Linked DNA regions of Triticum aestivum: region 1 is linked to region 2. The links are chromatin contacts, called in public Hi-C maps. All regions are on one chromosome and are shown on one strand. Each heading gives the region's core, a stretch centred on a gene start, on an enhancer-like site or on the middle of the called end of the contact. The rest is flanking DNA. Distances are from core to core; before and after follow the strand shown.

What was found. Hi-C and Micro-C count contacts between places; a contact is called where the count stands out from the background.
Region 1: a contact with region 2 is called in a Hi-C map of leaf, with 2.1 times the contacts expected there. The contact joins the enhancer-like site here to the promoter of LOC123106025 in region 2. A contact is called at or near these places in 2 of 5 Hi-C or Micro-C datasets (leaf and root).

Annotation. Positions count from the first base shown.
Region 1 is chr5A:690,213,230-690,217,991 of IWGSC CS RefSeq v2.1, forward strand. No RefSeq gene overlaps it. Among protein-coding and RNA genes, the nearest start is that of LOC123106025, 37 kb to the left of the region's middle. Within about 2 kb of position 1,697, at least 6 of the 8 cell types and tissues checked have an H3K27ac peak or open chromatin away from gene starts, as enhancers often do. A contact at or near this core is called in leaf, where this site is marked.
Region 2 is chr5A:690,175,580-690,180,238 of IWGSC CS RefSeq v2.1, forward strand. It overlaps LOC123106025, which reads right to left and starts at 2,777. Exons shown (of 7, transcript XM_044528222.1): 1 at 1,010-2,777; 2 at 818-908; 3 at 568-725; 4 at 424-475. The coding sequence starts at 2,215.

The DNA of each region.
Region 1 (4,762 bases), core at 447-2,946, 37 kb after region 2:
TGCCGTGATGTTGTATTCAAGCCTGCCTATGTTATGTTTCGACTTGTTAGAATAAATCCGAGGCATACTGTCGATCATTTGAGAACCAAGCAATCACACGAGCACGACACCAAGATTTATTAACGAGGTTCACCGATATGGCTACATCCCCGGGGCTTGACTACGGGCGCTCCTCCTCGTGACACCGTCACAATACCGCACCCGGTCGCCCTGGACACCGCCACATGCCGCCGGCTTCCCCTCCGTTCCGATGCTATTATGTTGGCATAGGTTACATTGTGTGTCGAGCCCCGCTATATATGAGAGGCCTAGGATACAAGTGTCCTACTAGGACACGACTCCATATCCTATCTAAACACAATACAACTATAAGTCCAACTGTAACCTAACTCGTACACAATATTCGACACAACTCTAACAAACTCCACCTTGGCGAATATTCTCCATCATCTTGAATTCGTCAATGCATCAAACTTCCATGTACATTGGACTTGAGTTTATCCCATGAGAACCGCTGCTACTCCAAAGACTCCATGTGACTCCGCCTGCAACTTGTAGTCCCTTCTTTTCTTGACCACAGTCAACGCTCGAGCAAAATTAAGTTCCTTGTTACTCTAGGTGCTCCCAACTTCCAGAGTATTAGTCCAACGTCATCACACACTGATCACTGACCTGCGTGAAAGTGAATAACTCACATATTGGGTGTCATGCATAAGAGTTACCTGAACTCAACATCACCGCTCCTTTCTTGACCGCCTGTCTGAAACTTGAAGAAATTTCACCATTGCTTGTAGTCATCCCGAGTCAAATTCGCAGTTGTCTCACCACATGTATGACCACCAGAGCCCTGGCCCGTCTCCATGCCCCGTGCATACCGCACGCCTCGCCGCTATTACCGTGTCGAGCCTCCGCTGTCCCGGTCGAGTCTCAAGGGCCGCGGACCAACACCACTCAACCCCACTGCAGAGTACCACTGATCATCACAGACCGATGACGAGTTTCACACCTCCATCAAACCACTGGGCTCCAGTCCGAATTACGTGTCCCTCGCTTATTCCCAGTTGAATAGGCTTCGATTCTCTGGATCCTTACACTGTAGCCCGTCAATCCAGCTCCACCTTCAACATGACTCCATGGTAGATGATCAGTCCACCCTCGCGTCCCGTCGATTTCAAGCTCACATGCGTACGCCGTCTTGAATCAACCACATGCCATAGTCTTGTCGAAGCCACACAAGCCTCGGGCCTGCGCCACGTGTTTCCACGCCCAGAAATCGGTCACCATCAGCATTACGCTCCTATGCCGCCGTCGCCGATCCCGCACCGTCTTCTGTACCAACCGACTTGCGTCGATCCGTCAGACTGTCTAGTCCGACTCAGCCCCACAGGCCTCCGCAACCTATCCACGTGTTTCAAACCATCTCAACAAACCGACCCAGAAAAAACTCCCATGCAAACTGCACAAATTTCCCCTTTTTCCTGTCACTATTTGCTATTGCTTCTCCGTGCACTTCGTAGCAGAAAATTGATCGAATTGACCGAACCAAAACTGCTCCTGTGCACACACGTGGTCCTGATTGCTATCTTTTTTTTCTCAAACAAATCCTCACGATGCCTTGCTTGGGCTCCACAACATTACCAGCTCCCTTCCGCGCAACGCACGCGCATGCGTGAACCCCACAAATCATCTAGCCCATCGCCTGGGCCTGGCCCTCCAGTGTAGCACTGCCACCACCCAGAGAGAGCTGTAGCGCCGCTGGCCCAGCCCACTAGCCGGCCTTGGCCTCGACTTGTCAATGCCACGCACATCCACGCGAACGACTGCCGCCTCACTCGACCGGATCGCGCGCGCCCAACGTCGTAACCCGTTCTCGCCTAGGGTTTGCCACACACGCCACCAGGACCGATCTGGATTGATCGACTCCGCCGACGTCAACGGCTGCAGCCATAAGCACACGTGCCTTCTACTGATCTTGCTTTTCTCCAATTTCGTCGAGAACCACGTCCGTAGCACGGCTGCATCTCAAACTCAATGATTCCTCTAGATCAACACGATTAGCACCTCCGAACAATCTAGCTCATGATACCACTTGTTAGAATAAATCCGAGGCATACCGTCGATCATTCGAGAACCAAGCAATCACACGAGCACGGCACCGAGATTTGTTAACGAGGTTCACCGATATGGCTACATCCCCGGGGCTTGACTACGGGCGCTCCTCCCGTGACACCGTCACAATACCGCACCCGGTCGCCCTGGACACCGGCACATGCCGCCGGCTTCCCCTGCGTTCCGATGCTATTATGTTGGCATAGGTTACATCGTGTGTCGAGCTCCGCTATATATAAGAGGCCTAGGATACAAGTGTCCTATTAGGACACGACTCCATATCCTATCTAAACACAATACAATTATAAGTCCAATTGTAACCTAACTCGTACACAATATTCGACACAACTCTAACACAACACAGTCACGTGCTTTTATGCTGTCCGGCTATCCCAAAATCTGGGCTGTAAGAAGTTTTTCTCGCAACCTAAGCTAATCTAATGGATCCACTAATGCTAGTAGCAGGAGTACCGTGAGCTTTGATGTGTACTTTATCTATAAAGCGGAGTGAGAACCTGTTTCGAGTAGCAACTAGCACTGCACACGGCCGTAGAGCAGTCATGCATGTTCTAACTGACTAATGCTTTTTTTAACCTTGTAGTATCTAAGCTAATCTGACGGTTCCACTAATGCTAGCAGCAGGAGTACCGTGCTTTAGTCGTCGCGCTTACATGACAGGAGTACTAGCAGATTAATAATTAACCAATCAAGATAAGGTAAAAGCAAGGAAGCAAGCGAGCAGTCCTGAGTGCCCACCGACAGGTACGCACGTTTTCACGGTGGCCTGTTCTGTTTTGTTTCACAAAATTTAGAGGGTGCTTGAATACGTTTTAGTCTCGGGACTAAAAATAGTGAGACTAAAACTTGCTAGCCTCATCCATGCTTGGATCCAAATACTAAAGAGACTATAATTAAGTTAATAAGCATTTATTATTCTCCAAACTCTCCAATCCAGAACTCACATGTGTTAAAGGAGAGGAGTTAAATAAAGAGAGAGATGACTAATCCATATTTTTGTAGGGTACCCCTGACTAAATTTTTTTAGTCTCAAGACTAGTTTTAGCCCCTCTTTAGTCAGGGGTGCTGGGAACTTTAGCCTCTTAAAAAGACTATTTTTAATCAGACTAAAATAAGTCACTTGGATCCAAGCACCCTCTCATTCATCAAGATCGAGCCAACAATCATGCATCCATCCTATGATGCCACTATTGACAGGACTATTATAATCACTGTGGTGTAAGTGTGTGTCGCGCTCTAACTATGTAGCTAGAGTGGGAGGGGATTAATTAATGATAATTAGACGACGAAAGCATAGCTTTGTCTGATGGAACATGGCACCTTCCTCGGTGGAAGATAAAAATTGAGCACAAAGACAATGCTGTGCTTGGTGGGAACACAAGTACACCCTTGTTATCTTGTTTGAGTTTCAAAACTCCCTTCGTTCCATATCATATAAAGAGTTTATGAGAGTTGGGTTTTCAAAAAATCTATATGCACTACGTTATGGTTTGAAGAAAGTACTGTGCATCATCCGTGTCGTCCTTGTGCTAGTTCGGCCGATTTCAATTTGTCATCCCAAAGACCGATTATGTCCCAGGGAAGAAGTCGTTTGATTGGAATTCGCGTCAAACTTAATGCTAAACTAAAATGCACCCAATGAATGTTGTAAATTTAACACGAGATGTATGGTGGTGGCTAGATAGCTACTACCTCCGTTTCAGTTTACAAGTTCTACGCGTATACCTAGGTTGCTAATTTTATAATCTTAATATAAACTATATAACACAAAAATTATACAGTTTGAAAATAGAACATCTGAAGTTTATATTGGTATATTTTTTGTAATATATGACTTGTATTAGGTTGGTCAAATTGACGACCTAGGGACACGCGCACGTCCTGTAAACTGAGAGAGAGGTAGTACCTCAGACCACCAGGCTGTCAATTAGTCTTGCCATTATCGCCGTCGGTGTCTTGAATCTGCATTCTCTCGTTTCAGAAATGATATTCATACTTGTTTACAGAAAAATAGACAGTTTCACCGAGCTGAAATTCGATTTTCGATTCCGCTAAAAAGTTACGAAGAGCGACTGCGGTAATGGCGAGTGCTCTTTCCCAGTAGCAATCGCCTAGCTTGGCAAGTGCGTAATGCTCCAGCACCTTTCGGTCCATCCCCACCTCTTAACAAACGACTAAACAAATTGGTTGGTTAACCAGGTGGTGATGGATCATGCGCACATGTGATTTTGACCAGCAAGGCTACCCCCAGGACGCTAATCACAACAATTAAGCCTACAGTCTACTCTACTAGCTGAGGTTCTTTAACTAGGATGGGATCTGCGATGCGATTCGATTCTGCGTACCCTGGACAGTATATTGGCAGGTGCATGCGTGATGAACCTATCTCTCTAGAAACAGGCCTTCACCCAGCTTAACAAATTAGGAAACGTTCTCTTAGAAGAAGATCTATCTGTTTTTTCTCGTCACTGGCGGCTGGAATCCTAGCAGCCTCCAGCAGAGGCCAATCTTCCAGCGCCGTCCTTCGGCGGCTCCCCTGCACCGACGACCTCGGTCGTTGGTGATGAGGGGGGTCGCCGTATCTACGCGCGTGGATCATTTTTACTCCCTCGTAATCTAGGTTTTTACGTTGTCC
Region 2 (4,659 bases), core at 1,527-4,026:
GCCTATATTTAATATCCGTTAATGGCACATTCTTGTTTATTCATCAGGACGGAGAGGAGCGCAAACAGGGAAAATCAAGGAAACAACTGTTGGATTAGAGTTGATGAAAAATCTCTGAGCGTTATCTTCTTTCTAATAAAACCAAGGAAACTACATCCATAAGCTCAAACAGGATGACTTGCGTAGCAACTAGAGGATAGCAACAATCCTGCTTTCGCTATTTTTATAGCGAGGACAAAATGAGGTATCCCTATCATTACTAATGTGCATATACATTTTGGATGTCCTCATGAAAGCAAACGATATCGACATATTAACAAACAAATGAGGATGTCGACTGAAGCTACTATTTCCAAAATCATTAGTTTGCCAATCATCAGGAAGTACAACTCAAATCTCACAAACAAACCAACTCATGATTACCTGATGCATCGTAGTAGCGGCAATTTCCTGTTATGGTCCCAACCACTACCCCCTGAATGAAACCAGCAGAAATATAAGCATCTCAGTGAATCAACAAATGGTCACTTGGTAAAAACAGGCCAGTACAAGGATATTCAAGCGAACCTTTCCATCAGGCCGGTAACAGACTGCGGTTATGATCTCTTTGCTATTAGCCCAGTCTACCACTAGGCATTTACGAACATCCCAAATGCGAACCAATCCATCGATACAACCGCTGATAAAATAATTGTCACTCGTAGGGTGAAACTGAACACATGTCACTGCATAATAGATAACAAAGTTGATGTCAGCATCATATGGTGAAGAGCGGCAGGTTGTGAAATGGATTCGCTCATGGGGGCGAAGGGTTTACCGTAGTTATTGTGGAAGAAAACCTTGAGACAACTGTTGCACCCGACCCGCCACAATCGAGCAGTTTTATCCATAGATGCAGAAATCAAGTCCTGCACAAAACCAAGTGTACATAGATGATTAGGTGAGCATAACAACATCTGTGGTAGATCCTTCAAGTGCATGGAAACACACTGTCTGGACTGCAACTCACCCCATTTTTGGACCATGAGAGATCCAAGATGGCATCATCATGCCCATGGAATTCATGCACAGGGACCTGAGACAGCGCAAAGGTGCGGTGAGGGATCACAACGCAGGCCGGATCTGCTTGCCCCTTTGAGCTCTTGTCCTGTTTGCTCTTGGTCCCTTCGCTGGAGTTGACAGGGGCCAGTTCAGAGTTCTCATTGACAGTGAAGAACACACACGACGGATCGTCCTCGGCGAAGTCGAGTTCGTCGGGCCTCTCGCCTTCCACCACCCGCCACACCCGCACCACGCCGTCCTCGCCTCCGGTGGCCAGGTACTGCCCGTCGGAGCTGAACTTCATGGCCACAATGGGGCCCTTGTGCGCCCTGATCTCTTGGCCCCTGTACACAGCTGACAATTCCTTTGACCGCTTCTTGTATGGCCTGACCTTGACCCTGTCAAGGGCCTTCCCGGGCTTCCCGGCGCAACTCCGGCAGGAGCTGGAGGAGGTCGAATTCGCCTCGTCGTCGTCCTCGGCGTCGACGACGCAGGCGCCGATGCCCAGCCTCCGGAGCCACCCGAACCGCCTCCTCCGGCGGCTCTTCCTCGCCGCTAAGGACTTCTCAGGGGTGGAGGGCTCGTCCGAGGAGTCGTCCACCCGGCGCATCATCTCGCGGATGAAGGGGGAGGAGCCGGAGATCCTCTCGAATTCCGCGGCGGTGACGGTCCGGTTGGAGCGGCGCTCCCTGAGGCTCCGGAAGCTGCCGTCCTTGCCCAGCTCGTGGACCACGAAGACCGTGCCGTCGTCCAGGTTCTTGAACACGCACTCCAGGCCCTCCTCGCCGCCGCCGCCGGCGCTTCGGCCGGGCGCCCCCGCCTCCTCGTCCCCCGCAGTCCCGCGCGCGAGACGAGGGGCGGGCGAGGCCGGCGCCGCGCCGGGGCTCCCCAGGACGACGATCTCCTCGCCGGCGCGGGGCCTGGAGCGCGGCTCCGATTCGGCGGGATCCAGGAGGCCCAGGGAGCGGACGAACCGCTGGCGGCGCTCCTCGACGCTGAAGGGGCCCGTGGCCCAGACCTCGAGCAGGGCCCCGCCGCAGAGCCAGCCCTCGCCGTCGCCGCTGTGGCGGCCGGAGCTGGCCGGCGAGGCGACGGAGGGCGGCGAGATGGCCTCCCTGGAGTCGAAGAACTCCTCCTCGCCCGCGTCCGCGTCCAGCGAGCGCGCCCGCGCCATGGGCACGCCCGTACGACCAAGCGGAGGTGGCTCCACCACAACCAGTTCAGCCCCGCCGGCAGGCCGCCAAGAACCGAGCTTTAGCGGAGCGGGGGCGGGCGAATCCGGCAGCGGATCTCGCGGCGCTGGCTCCCGGATCTCGGTGGAGTCCGTCCGTCCGTCCGTCCGTCCGTCGGGTCCTTTATGGCGCGCCCACTGCGTGGCAGCCTCTGCCTGCCGCTGGCGTCCTGCCACGGCCCTCTCTCTTTCTCTGTCCTGTTGGGGGACGGACGGATGATGCAGTGGCAGTGGTACTACCCCGCCGCTCCCTCGCTCTGCTACCTCCCGTGGGGTTGGGTGTCAACAAGGAGCGCAAGGGAACCAACCATCCACCACGACACCCAAAAGCGAGTAGAGTGGGCGGACGGAGGGAGGAGGGGAGCAGCAATAAAAGGCCACGATAGCTAGCTAGCCAGCACAGGAGCGAGCGAGGTAGGGGAGGGATCGGTTGGGGCCGGGATCCATCCCAGCCGGCCCGGTAAAAAGCCGCTACCCACCACAACGGGACCGACGGCTGACTGCTTTCCCTTCCCCCTCCTTCCCCTCTCCTCCCCTTTCCCCTTTCCTTCCTCCATGCTCACTATTTCTATGTTTCTATTCTACTAGCAATATTTCTCTCATGTAAAAGAAAAAGGAATATTTCTCTGATGATGAAAAATTGTCTAATTTGGTTTGTTTGGGATTGTGAGATGGTGTTAGGTGACCCGTCTCCGACTTTTCAATTCAAGAGGTTTCAGAGGCCAAGTCTCATGTTTCTTTGTTTGTTTGTTTGTTTGTTTGCTTCTCTAAGCCGTGACGGGCTATGAAGGTCCGCGTCGTTTTCTGCCATCCCGTGATGATGATGCGTGCAAAACGATCGTATTGAAGTAGTGCTTTTTTAACGTGGCGTGGGCCGTGGAAGACCCATTGAATAGCGGCAACGATAGAGAGTCTAATGTTTCCAAGACTAAGAGCGTGCGTTAGTGTGTCATTTATATTGTGTGTCGTCTTCCATCTGATTGGTCAGCTATCGAATTGACTACGTACATTCATTCCCCATGACTGTATAGTGGAGGTGGAATTTACGGCCACAAATCGATGCTACAAAACAGAAGTAAAACCCCAAATTAATACCATGTAGAGGGTGTGGACCGTCGAAAACTCACAGAATGGCCCACAACGGAACCGACGGCTGAGCCTGACGCCTCCCCCATTCACCTTCTCTTGCTCCATGGAGCGTTTCATTTCAACGTCTATGGGCATTTCAGCGATAAATGATCGCTGGATTCTTTTCTTTCTTTTGCATGAGAATAATTGTCCAATTCATTATTATTTGGGATTGCGAGATGGTTGGGTGACTTGCCGCTTGACTTTTCAAGAGGTTTTAGAGGCCAAGTCCCGTGTTTGTTTCTCTAAGCTGTGACTGACGGTTATAAAGGTGTGCGTCGTTTTCATTGATGTCATCATGATGATGTGTGCAAAACGATATTTTGTAGTAATGATTTATAAGCGTGGCATGGACTATCGAAGACCCAAAGAATGGCAGCAACTATAGAGCCTAGCGGTTGCAAGACCATGAGCATGTGTTAATGTATTGTTTTATATATTTTATGGCTTCTTCTGTATCGCCAGTCAACTCAACGTATTCATTATGTACACTGTATGTATATAATAAATACTGGAGATGGAAGTGACTGCACCAAATAAGTACTACAGATAGAAAGGGTGGCGTGGACCGTAGAAGACCCGGAGAATGGCAACAACAATAATGAAGGTTAAGTTTTCAAAATTAAGAGCGTCGATTTCCATCTTTTGATATTTTACAGTATATATATATTCATTTGATTCGTCTACCCATATAGATTATGTTTTAGATAAATGTAAAAATTTAGATAAAAGGACATACCAATTATGTTAATTTGCCCAATTTATTATTAAAGACGCAAATGGTGACCGCAAGTTAATATTAGTGATAGAAATAAGACCCCAATGTAATATATACTATACAAAGGGCTTAGGATAACAAACTAATAGTGTGACAGAAGTAAGAACTGTGCCCCGGATAGCTCACGATAGCTAGCTAGCTAGCACAGGAGCGAGCGAGGTAGGGGAGGGGGCCTTGATCAATCCCTGGGATCGGTTGGGGTCAGGGTCGGGATCCATCCCAGCCGGCCCGGTAAAAAGTCGCACCCACCACAACGGCTGACTGCCTTCCCTTCCCCCTCCTTCCCCTCTCCTCCCTCTCACCTTTCCTTCCTCCATGCTGACTATTTCTATGTTTCTATTCTACAAGCAATATTTCTCTCATGTAAAAGAAAAAGCAATATTTCTCTGATGGTGAAAAATTGTCTAATTTGGTTTGTTTGGGATTGTGAGATGGTTAGGTGACCTGTCTCTTGACTTTTCAATTCAAGAGGTGGTTTTAG